Regions from separate parts of the Mus musculus genome. Here region 2 is linked to region 1. Evidence: chromatin contacts called from public HiChIP or PLAC-seq data. All regions are on one chromosome and are shown on one strand. Each heading gives the region's core, a stretch centred on a gene start, on an enhancer-like site or on the middle of the called end of the contact. The rest is flanking DNA. Distances are from core to core; before and after follow the strand shown. Region 1 overlaps Zhx1 (zinc fingers and homeoboxes 1). Region 2 holds the start of Atad2 (ATPase family, AAA domain containing 2).

Region 1 (5,221 bases), core at 790-3,289:
TGAAGGCCAGCAAGACCACAGGTCTTCCTGTCCTAACATAACAGGCACAGGCACACTGCAAACTGTGGAATTTTGGTGTAGGACCTGATAAATAAGACACAGAAGTAAAGTAGGGTTTGGTTCTCCTCTTTCATTTCTAACAACTTTTACTCTGTAAAATGTTTGGTCACTCAAAGCTGTAAGCTTAATCACGTCAAAGAATACAGGTAATACAGCCCATCTTACACAGCAGTAAGCTGGACTAGATGTGAGGACAAGCTCTAGTGGTCATTAACCCCTTAGAAAGTCAAAGATTCACAAGGTTTCCATCCTGTCAGAATAAAAATGGACTGTATTAAAATTTCATTTTTTACAGGTGTGTTTTAATTAGCGCTCTATATACATTGCGGAACTTCCCCCGACTGCAGCAGTTTGACTTTGGCACAACATCAAGTTCCATTTCTTTTGGACATTGGATTCTGTTTTGAGAGTATGTATGCCCCAAAGCATTTTCAGTGTCATCAGGATTAGTTGGGCCCATTCACAGTAATTCAGAGATCTTGAGTTGAAGAACTTATTCTCCTTCAGAATTTTAAGTAGCTATAAAAGAAAAACAAACAAAACCCTAAAATTTTAAAGACAACCACATTTTAATTTCTGCTTTTAGAATAAATAACCAGCTAGCATTAGTGCATTCTGCGTTCTCTTTAACATTGCAATCACTCACAGTGCAGTTTGTGTAAACCATGTGTGTGTTCCTCATGTGCCACATTTGCTTTTAGACATACGCCTTTCTGTAAGCATGTATAAAATTATTAGGAGGAAGATATTTCATTGTCGGTATTTGTAACATGAAGTCTAACAATTTATAGTATTTCTGCTTGTACACAAGGCTAACTTGTACAAAAGTTATATTTGTTTTGTGTTCTGCAGTATCTTTTTATCATATTCCTTTGTATATTCATCAAAGTTCATATTAAACAATGAGTTCTGGGTTGTAAAAGAGGAACTACTTTTATATCTGTCTTCTGTGGTTTTCTTTGCCTAGTTGCAATATTTTGGGACGGTTTGGTTTTTGTAAGCTAAATCATTTAAATAAAACTTTTAAGAGGAAACCTATACTGAATAGTTTTGTGAGAATTATCTTGTTAAATGAATTATAACATGCTAATTGATGTGGTTTATAATTTTACATTTCCAAGTATTTCTTAAATTGTATATATGAATGTCGGGCGTCGTGGTGCACGCCTTTAATCCCAGCACTTGGGAGGCAGAGGCAGTTGGATTTCTGAGTTCGAGGCCAGCCTGGTCTACAAAGTGAGTTCCAGGACAGCCAGGGCTACACAGAGAAACCCTGTCTCGAAAAACCAAAAAAAAAAAAAAATGTATATATGAACTATATGCTCTGCATAGATTCATGGGAGGGTGCACGTGTGCCAGCCATTGGTAGGTGTGTGTGGGGGGATGTGTTCTTCAGCTGATTTTTGCCTTAGTTTCAGAGACAAGCCAGCAAGTCTCTGATACAGCTACACTAGGTGGCCAGTGAGCTCCAGGTGTACATCTCTCCACCATCTATCTCTCCTCAGCGCTGGGGTTACTAGTACTGTGCCTGCAGAACAGGTGCTGGGGTCTGAACTCAGGCAAATGCTTTATCTACTGAACTGCTTTCCCAGCCCTGGCTTCTTTGTGTTTTAAAAGCAAAGGACACATATACTACATACAGCATAAAGTCTTAAAACCAGACTTAAGTGAATTTTATGACTATAATCAGTATCTGTAACTGTGTTATTATATAAGTGAAAGTCAGATCCAAGTAAACAGTGTGGAAAATTTCACCTATTTTTAGATGATTACCACTCCCCAGAAAATGACTGCAAAGGCTGCAACAATTCACTGCAGCAACAAATTTGTTGATGTAATCTTGGCGGAAGACATGTTCTTGTGTTTAGCAATTAAAAAAAAAAAAAGCCTGCTACAAATATTTTATGCATCTGGGTCAGAACAAAGCCTGTGGTGAAGTCTCTGACATGAGGAAGTGGAGGGCTAGATTTCAGGATAATGCTACAAAACTCTTGAGCTTCTTGTGACTTAAAATGATGACATGCTAGTCTCTGGCCTGCAATGAGACTTAGACTGTTGATGAAATAAGCAAAGCTTCATTCCATCTGATTTCTGTCTTAGGGATGTTAGTGATAAGAAACTGGGAAGGAACTGTTAATAAGCGAGACAAGTGTGTAGCATTTATTAAGGTCTCTATAAATAATTGCTAAAATAAACAAGCCAGGAAGATGCCTCCCGAGGATTAAGAAAATACTGTGTAGAATAAACGAGTACGCATGTAGGTTAGAGAGGAAAGAAGTCAAGGAAATAAGTACCTATGCTCACATACAAAATAATAATAAGAGTCTATGCCCCTCCCTCACTCAGTGATTTAAAACACAACAGCAATTGCTGACTAGATGCGATTTGAGCTACAGAGAGACAAACACAGGCATTTCATGACAACTAAACTGTTTTCAAAACAATGTGTTTTTATTCTGGAATATTCCCCAAACAAAGAACAGAAAAGAATAAAACCATGTTCCTGAATTCCAAAAGAATTAAGAATTGAAGTTCTGGGCTGAGAATGTAGCTTAGTGCTAGAATGCTTGCCTGGCATAAACAATCCCCTAGCTCACTCCCCAGTATTCAAACTCACATACAAAGAACTGAAGCCTAACTTTAGGTAACTACCTGCAACTATAGTAAATTTTTTATTTAATCTACAATCTATTAAGGATCATGCCAAAACTTTTAGTTAAACTGTATTCATTTGCACTATGAAGATTTTATATTGTTTTAAGAGAGGATCTTGCTATGTAGCCCAGGCTAGCCTCAAACTTGAACTCCTCCTGCCTCAGTTTCTTAATGTTAGGATTATGGGAATATGAAGCCACATCCGGCAGGAAATTTTTTTTAACCAAACAAAGTACTTACAATAAAGGAAGTTTATCTTATCCCAAAGAGCAAAAGATATTTTAGGTGACTGAGTTAATTTATATCAAATATGAAATCTCTTATCTGACTTTTGATTTAGGACAAAAAATTATATTGTAGTTACTCAAAAACAGATGCCACCTAAGCACTGGTGAGTTGATACAGGACCTAGACTAGGCCTTTGCCTTTTAACAGAAAATGATACTGAGCGTGCAATACATCTTAAACTCTATTAAAAGTCGGATAGCATTTTGAGAGCCAACAAGGAGAAACAAAGCACCTACTTTTATTTCAGTCTCCTCAAGCCCATGTGCCCTTGTGCTGTGCTCTCTCCCTTCAGTATACTTGCCCTTATTTTTAGCTTTTTTAAAAAAATTGTTTCCTTACATAGACAAAAATGAAGCATTAGTAGAGAGGAGGTTACAAGAAATACTTTTTAGTTACCTTTACTGTTTGTTTTCTGTTTCCCTTCTTCCTTTTCTTTGAAACAAACTAAAATGTTTTATATGGAAAATAAATAATTAAAGGGACATTAGAACAGTAAACCCTATACAATAATCAAGCTACACATAATAATAATACATGTCATGACTAGTGGCATGACTATACCTAACTAGTCCTCTTATTAGAAAAAAATAGTTTTTAAAAAACTTAGTGGAAGTAAAGATAAGGGCTAGGGAGATGGCTCAAGTCACCAAAGTGCTTGCATAAAAATATGCAAACCTGAGTTCAGATCCAAGGTCCCTCATAAGAGCCAGGCACAGCAGTGCACACCTCTATTCCTACTGAAGATGTAGCAAGAGGTGGATCCTTGGAGCTTTTGGAGGTCCCTGAACACCTAGTATTGCTAAATCAGTGAGCTTCAGATTCAGAAAGATGCTGTCCCAAAACTATGGCAGAGAGCAATAGAGGAAGACAGTATCAGCCTCTGGCCTACACATGCACACACATACATGCATGCACGCACGCACACACACACACACACACGTGAAGATGAGTGAACCAATAAGATAGCTTTTAAAACATGTATATGATGATAAACATGAAGGCTTAAACACTTACATTTCAGTCATCCGATTTAGAAAGCTTCCGCTTCACATGTCGTGGGGGTTCCCAAGTGTCACTATCATCTGTTTCTTCTTCATCTTCTTCCTGATCATCAACAACTTCATCTTCCTCCTCATTTTCCTCAAATAATTCTATACCTAACTCAGATCTTCTCTGTCTTTCTGCAAACCACTCTCTGACCTGCTCATAACCCATGTGTGATCTGTTGACAAGTTCATCAAGGTCTTGCTCATTAAGAAATTTGTGCTTCAGGTAATAATCCTTAAGTATTGCTGTTCCAGTTTTAAACTTTATAAGCGATGGTACCCTGTCCCAGGTGTTCATTCTTTTTCCACCTCTGGGCCGACCACGTGGTCTGCCCCTGCCCCTTCCTTTGGGTCTGCCTCTCCCTCTTCTCCTAAGGGAAGATAGACCATTCAAACTACTTGAATTGGAGCTTTGATAGTAGTAATACCATTTCAAGTTTCCATTCTTCCAAGCATAACGGGTATCCCCAAACCAACTAACTATATCTGTTCTGGCAAGGCCACTCTCTTCAGCCAGCTTGTCATACTCTTCTGCTGATGGCCACTGTGTTCGGACAAATGCACTTTTAAGCATGTGCAGCTGCTCTGGTGTTTTCTTACATATCTTGCCTGTCCCTCCTGACTTAGGTGCAACTGTTTCATCTCCAGGAGAACTTTCTCCAGGCTCTTCTTTGGAACTACCTACATTACTTTCATCTACTTCTATTTTCTCATCCTTTAAAGCTTTTGTTTTATTTTTCTCTGTAAACCAAGCATCAATTTCTCTTCTAGTAAGTTTGGTTTGCGCTCTTAACCTATTTACTTCTTCATCAGTAAGTACAGAACTGTTGAGAAAACTTGCCTGAAGGGCACGGAGTTGCTCTGCAGTTTTCTCTTTAAACTTCTGGGGAGCAAAGTCAGGAAAGGGATTCCAGGACTGTTTCTGCTGTGAAGCAGCTGCCGCTGGGGGTTCTGGGGTTTCATCACTGGAGTCTATGATGATAGTGGCAGAGGAGTCATTGTTGAGATGTAAGCACTGGTTACTCTTTGAATTTCTCTGGTTGTACCTTGTATCACTAAACCATTTTTTAATCTCGCCTTTGGTAAGGCCTGTTATTTTCATAAGCCTGATGATCTCTGAGTCATGGGGAAACTGATTTTTTAGGTAGCTAACTTTCAGTTCTGCCAGCTGC
Region 2 (6,035 bases), core at 1,364-3,863, 85 kb after region 1:
ACAAAACAATAAATCAAAATAATTATTTTATCACAAGTATTCGAACAGGCTATGAAACTGCAAGTACAGGATTTACTCCCTGACATGGTGGGTGACACTTGCCCGCAATCCCACCACTTGGGGTGATGTGAATGGGAAGGGTATGGGTGGGGGCATAGCAGCAGGATCAGAAGTCCAAGGTTGCATATGTCTGTCATATGCCAGCCTGGTCTACAAAGTGAGTTCCAGGACAGGCTACACAGAGAAACCCTGTCTCAAAAAACCAAACCAAAAAAAAAAAAAAAAAAGTACATCCATAGAATGGGCTTCAAGAAAGTGTGCGAAGTCCAGAAATCTTCTACAAAGGGGATGTGGACTCCAGATGTACACTGATAAACAGGCTCAATAAATAAGTAGTGTTCCATGTCATTTCCATGTTTGTCCAGAAAATGTAACGAGGGTGATGACTCACCAAACACTACACATTGGTAACTTAAGGGTCCACTACCACATAAAAAAAAAAAATCTAGTCAGTGCAGATGAGAACCTGTTGAAGTCGAAATGACAGAACTGCCTTCAAAACTAAAACAAGGTACATTGTAGTTATGGGTCCCTCTCCATACCTTCAGAATTTAAGGTCTGTCTCCAACATTAAACCAAGAAAAATCACAATAATGAATTTAAAGTGAATAAATTTTACCATCCAAAGTACCATCTGTATCTGTATCTCTACCATCTGTTGAAAAATATGTGACTGGAAATTAAGAAATATTCAAAGACTAGGGTAAGCAGAGAGTTAAGTTTTTTTGTTTTTTGATTTTGGAGACAGGGTTTTTCTGTGTAGCCCTGGCTGACCTGGAACTCACTCTGTAGACCAGGCTGGCCTCATTAAAGGCGTGCGCCACCACGCCTGGCTGAGAGTTAAGTTTTTGAAACATACATTTTTACTTACATGGGACTAAATATAAAGCCCCCAGTTTATAAAACTTTTCAAATACAAAGCTATTTTATGCTTGGTATAGATGGTGTTTTGTAATATGAATCTGTCGTCCTTGAGGAAAATCCGATATAACACCCCTAATTAGCCTCTAATTAGAAGCTCTACAAAAATACCTTGATTTATAGAAGGGAGGACTTCATTTCAAAAATATAAGCCGGGTGTGGTGACGCACGCCTTTGATACCAGCACTCAGGAGGCAGAAGCAAGCGGATTTCTGAGTTCGAGGCCAGCCTGGTCTACAAAGTGAGTTCCAGGACAGCCAGGGCTACACAGAGAAACCCTGTCTCAAAAAAAAAAAAAAAAAAAAAAAAAAAAAAAAAAAAACCAAACCAAAACAAAGCAAACAAACGAAGACTGTTTCATCCCAGTCCCCAAGGAAGCTACGTCTGTCTACAAGTGATTCACTTTATATAGTGCCAATACAAGATTAGGGTTGTCTGAACTAAGTGGACACTGCTGTGTCACTCCCAGCGCAGCGCTCCTGATCAGACTTCCAGTCTCCTGACCAGCTACGCGTCTGTTTTCCTACTCCCTCACTGCAACCGGACCATCACTACCGGTTTCGGAAACTTTAGTGTTTCTTCCTCAACCTCAACCTTTTTGGTGAACGCTGTCCCCGCTGTCCCCCTTCCACCACCGCCGAAGCCGGGCGATGTGTAATCTCTCCGCACTGGTCCCAGTGATGGGCAAGAAGCATTTGCAAACCTCCCACTACAGAGACTGTAAATGCAGCATGAAGCTGCCAGAAAAGGAAAGCTGTGGGAGGCACAAAAAACCGAAGTTCCAATTCCAGAACTGTCTACCACTCTCTGTTTACCTTTCTGGAGCCCATGTCTTCATCTGTCACACCGATAACCACCAACCAGAAGGTCCTCTAAGGCTTGTCAAGAGACTTAAAGTGCAACCACGCAATGTCGCCGTTCGTCCCTCCATATTATGCAACCTGATATTTTACTTCGCTTGAGTCTCACGATGGAACCTCCCTGGACCGTACATGGAGGTCAGTGGACTCTTTACTGTCTGGGCCCACAACTCAAGATGCTCCCGTGCACGCGCTCCAGCAGTCAGGGGGTTCGCACTCCCCTGACTGACGCGACCCGGGGAAGGAACCGGGAAGGAGGTGATGGGGGGAGCACAAGGTCGGCCCAAAGCTCCTCCGCTCGGCCCTACGCAGCGCTTCGGCTCTAGGTTTCCTCTTGCGTAGAAAGAGGTGGCGACCAACTTGCTCTGCCCGCTTCCAGCCAGTTCTGTCTTTCCAGAACCTTCCACCTCGCTGGTCCACGACAGCCCACTACCCCAGAGCGGGGCGCGCGTCTCCAACCCGGGGCCCAAAGCTCCCCGCCCTAGGTCGGTACTCACGCCCGCCGCCTTGGACGCCGTCGATTTCCTCCCGGCTCGGCGCAATCTGGGCCGCCTCCCGCCGCTGTCCTGCAGGCTGAGGAACTCACTGGACAGGTCCAGAGAGTCGGTGGCCGAGGAGGTGGTGGAGCGACTGTGCAGCTCCAGGCTGCTGCGGAGGACCACCATGGTGCCCCGCTTGCAGAAGCCGGAACCCGAGGCGGGGGAAGTGGAGAACCTGGCTCCGGAGGAGGCTGCTCAGGCGCTCACGCGCTCTGAATTCTGGCGCCACAAACTGCGCGCCCAGCGGCCGCAGCGTACGCGCGCCGAATCCCTCCGCCGCCGGCCACGCCTCCTGACCCCACCCCCAGATCGACGAACCCGAAATTCTCCTCCAATCCGAAGAGCGCGGGAACCGGAGCCGACGCGAACCGAGGCGCCAGCGAACCGCGTCGAGCCCCCTCACAGGAATTTGCGACGTCGTTCTTCCAGCTGTAGTTCCGGCTCTCCGCCCTCAGTGGAAGGAGACGGAGAGAGCGGTGCAGCGTCTTGTTTGGAATTTTGGCGCGTGGAGGCGGAAGGGCCCTTTGGCTCCCTGCCGGCGGCTTCCCGCCATCTAGGCTTCAAACGCCAGAAAAAAAAGGTCCTTAAACCAAGCACTTTGCCTCCGATAGGTTTGACTTTGAGACTTGAAGAGGTTTTTATTGATGAACTAACAAAAATAAACTGCACGAAAGAAAGAAAATATAATGGTCCTTAAAGACAGCTAAAAGAACTGGCAACAGCTATTGGGATAGAATGAGTCATATAAACTTACCCGGGATTAAAAAAAAAAAAAGCTAACTTGTAAAGTAATTACGACATAAAGTTAATGGCCAGTCACCTTATAAATGATCAAATTCTTTCCTGTGCTCAGAATGGTTTGTAGTCGTGCTAGGTACAAATGTAATTCATTTACAGAGACAAGCTTTTGCTGTGTCTATTTTGTCAAGGTTAAGCGTAAAAAAAGTAATTAAATGCAACATTTTTTTTTTAATTAGGGGTATACATAATAGATTATATGATGGCTCTCAAACCCCTCAAAGAGATCTGCTGACTGACATTTTTATTTTATTTATTTACTTATTTATTTATTTTTTTTTTGTTTTGTTTTGTTTTTCGGGACAGGGTTTCTCTGTATAACCCTGGCTGTCCTGGAACTCACTCTGTAGACCAGGCTTGGCCTCGAACTCAGAAATCTGCCTGTCTCTGCCTCCCAAGTGCTGGGATTAAAGGCGTGTGCCACCACGCCCGGCTTCTGACTGACATTTTAAGGTGTTTCATGAAAATGGCTTCCCCCGGCAGACAATACCAGCTCTGCTAGCCTCAGCTGAGGAAGATGAGCAGTAACAGACTCCACCTGGACCTGCTTCCCAGATGCTAACTGGCCACTTGGCAAAGAACTACCCCATCCCTCACCCACTGCCAGAGCCCAGTCCAAACTGTGGACACGGGTTGACTGCTCTACCCTGCCTTGCAAAGGTACCTCAGCTCCCCAGAATTCCTCCTCCGCAGAAAAATCTCTCAGACCTTCTGGGTCTGACATAAGGCCGATGATAGGACCCTCTGTGGCAGCTGGTGGTGGAAGACTGACAACCTCTGCCCCAAACAAAGCCATCAAGATCACCATGGAGTAGCCCAGGGTGGCTGTCTACGTAACAGATAAATCACCTCTGTCATTCTTAATTGATACAGAGGCCATTTGGCATTAAAAATAAATAAATAAAAAGCTTTGTTAAACAAGAGATATAAATGTCCCAATTCAATAGGAACAGATTCCATTGAACTTCTAACCTTTCCAGCCCTGGCCCATTTTGATTTGAGGTACTCTCTTAATAAACAGTTTCTGTAGCTGGCAGTGGTGGTTCATTCACGCCTTTAATCCCAGCACTCAGGAGGCAGAGGCAGGTGGATCTCATGAGTAGTAGGCCAGCCTGGTTTATAAGACTACACACAAAAAAAACTTTTTTCTAAAACAAAACGTGTGTATGTATGTATGTAGTAGCAGTTTCTGTTTCTACCACTATCCACATATCCCTGTCTCAATTCTTTGTTCTGAGGCAGAAGAAACTGGAGATCCCAGTGGGCATTTAGTTGGACCTTGATATTCATCTATAATACTCCTGTTTTCTACCCCTTGAGTGCTGAATTACACATCTGTACCATCACACCATTTATGTGGTGCCTGGGATTGAATCAAGAGTTTCTTTCCTTCTTTCTTTCTTTTAAGATTTATTTATTTATTATGTGTAACAGACTCCACCTGGACCTGCTTCAAGTGTGATAACTGGCTGTCTTCAGACACTGCAGAAAAGGCCATCAGATCTTATTATGGATGGGTCTGAGCCACCATGTGGTTGCTGGGATTTGAACCCAAGACCTTCGGAAAAGCAGTCAGTGCTCTTAGCGGCCTAGCCATCTCTCCAGCCCAAATCAAGTGTTTCTTGCATGAAGGGCAAACATTCTACCAACGGATCTACATCTCCAGCCATCAGTAACCCCCCCCCCCCAAAAAAAGGATCTATGCCAGGCCTAATGCTTAGACTTTGCTCACGTGATAGCAACATAGTAACCTCTGCTTTAAGAGACCTGACAAAACATTAACATAGTTTCTAGCAGTTGTATCAGTAAGATGAATTCCTGTCGGTTCTCCTGCCCCTATTAACACTACTGCTTGGGAAAGCTAAACACTGGCAGGAGATTTGTTTTTGTCAACATTGATAGGCTCTGACATCCCCTCCCCGCAGAACATTCACTAAAAAGATCTGTCAATGTTTGTCTTTTACAATCCAGAAGTCTCTCAATGGCCCTTAAAGGAAGAGCCATTCCTTTCTAATGGAATCGTCAGGAAAGTCACAACTGACTGTTGAAGTCTCTTTGGGAGGACTATACTTCAAGTAACTAATGGTAACTTACATGATTATGTGCCGGCAACTACTAAGTTCATCATATAGACAAACTCAATCCTTGTAGCAAACCTATTTTTAACCTCAGTTTTACAGATGTGGAAACAGGCATGGGGAGGATGTTGCAGAAGCTCTGCTCAAGGGCACATATCTATTAACTGGTAGAATCTGCTACTTATGTCCAAAGTCTAGGTGTCTAGGTGTGATAATGTGCCAGCAATTCTAGCACTCAGGAGGTAGAGAGAGCAAGGAGGATATGTCAAGGCCATTCTTGACTACACAGTAAGTTCAAGACAAATGTGGGCGATATGAAATCCCATGTCCCCACCACCTTTGCACATATGCCTCAAAATAATCAGTAGACAACCACAGGTTAGGCAGCAGTTGAATACAAAGTAAATACAAAATAGAGACATACTCTGTATGCAGCTAAAGCTGGTGTGCTGGTTTGAAAATGCTTGGTTCTGGGATGACACTATTAGGAGAAGGTGTGACCTTGTTAGAAGAGGTGTGGCATTGTATGGGGTGGGCTGGACACCAGGGACTGCAAGAATATGGATTTGGAAAGTATTGGCATGCTTTGAGTGGGGCTTAATGGGAAATCCTAGTAGGAATATGGAAGACATTGGTGCTGAGTATGGTTTGGACTGTAGGGACCTGGCTCAAGAAGTGTCAGAGATTTTTTTTTTAAGATTTATTCATTTTATGTATATTGAGTATAGTCACTATCTTCAGACACACCAGAAAAGAGCACCAGATTTCATTACACATGG

Evidence for each region. HiChIP or PLAC-seq counts read pairs in DNA pulled down with a chosen protein or histone mark.
Region 2: a contact with region 1 is called in an H3K4me3 HiChIP or PLAC-seq map of the SCID.adh cell line, with 15 read pairs. The contact joins the promoter of Atad2 here to the enhancer-like site in region 1. A contact is called at or near these places in 4 of 39 promoter capture datasets (3T3-L1-derived adipocytes, fetal liver, hippocampal neurons and 1 more), 2 of 115 datasets of contacts at active chromatin or transcription factors (the SCID.adh cell line and embryonic stem cells) and 2 of 9 other capture datasets (adipose tissue and pancreatic islet).

What each region holds. Positions count from the first base shown.
Region 1 is chr15:58,048,207-58,053,427 of GRCm38.p6, forward strand. It overlaps Zhx1 (zinc fingers and homeoboxes 1), which reads right to left. Exons shown (of 4, transcript NM_009572.4): 3 at 4,018-5,221; 4 at 1-579. The coding sequence ends at 4,021. Among named protein-coding and RNA genes, the nearest start is that of Gm22299, 9.2 kb to the left of the region's middle. Within about 2 kb of position 2,040, at least 25 of the 459 cell types and tissues checked have an H3K27ac peak or open chromatin away from gene starts, as enhancers often do. A contact at or near this core is called in the SCID.adh cell line and adipose tissue, where this site is marked.
Region 2 is chr15:58,132,469-58,138,503 of GRCm38.p6, forward strand. Atad2 (ATPase family, AAA domain containing 2) reads right to left here and starts at 2,614. Exons shown (of 28, transcript NM_027435.2): 1 at 2,339-2,614. The coding sequence starts at 2,506.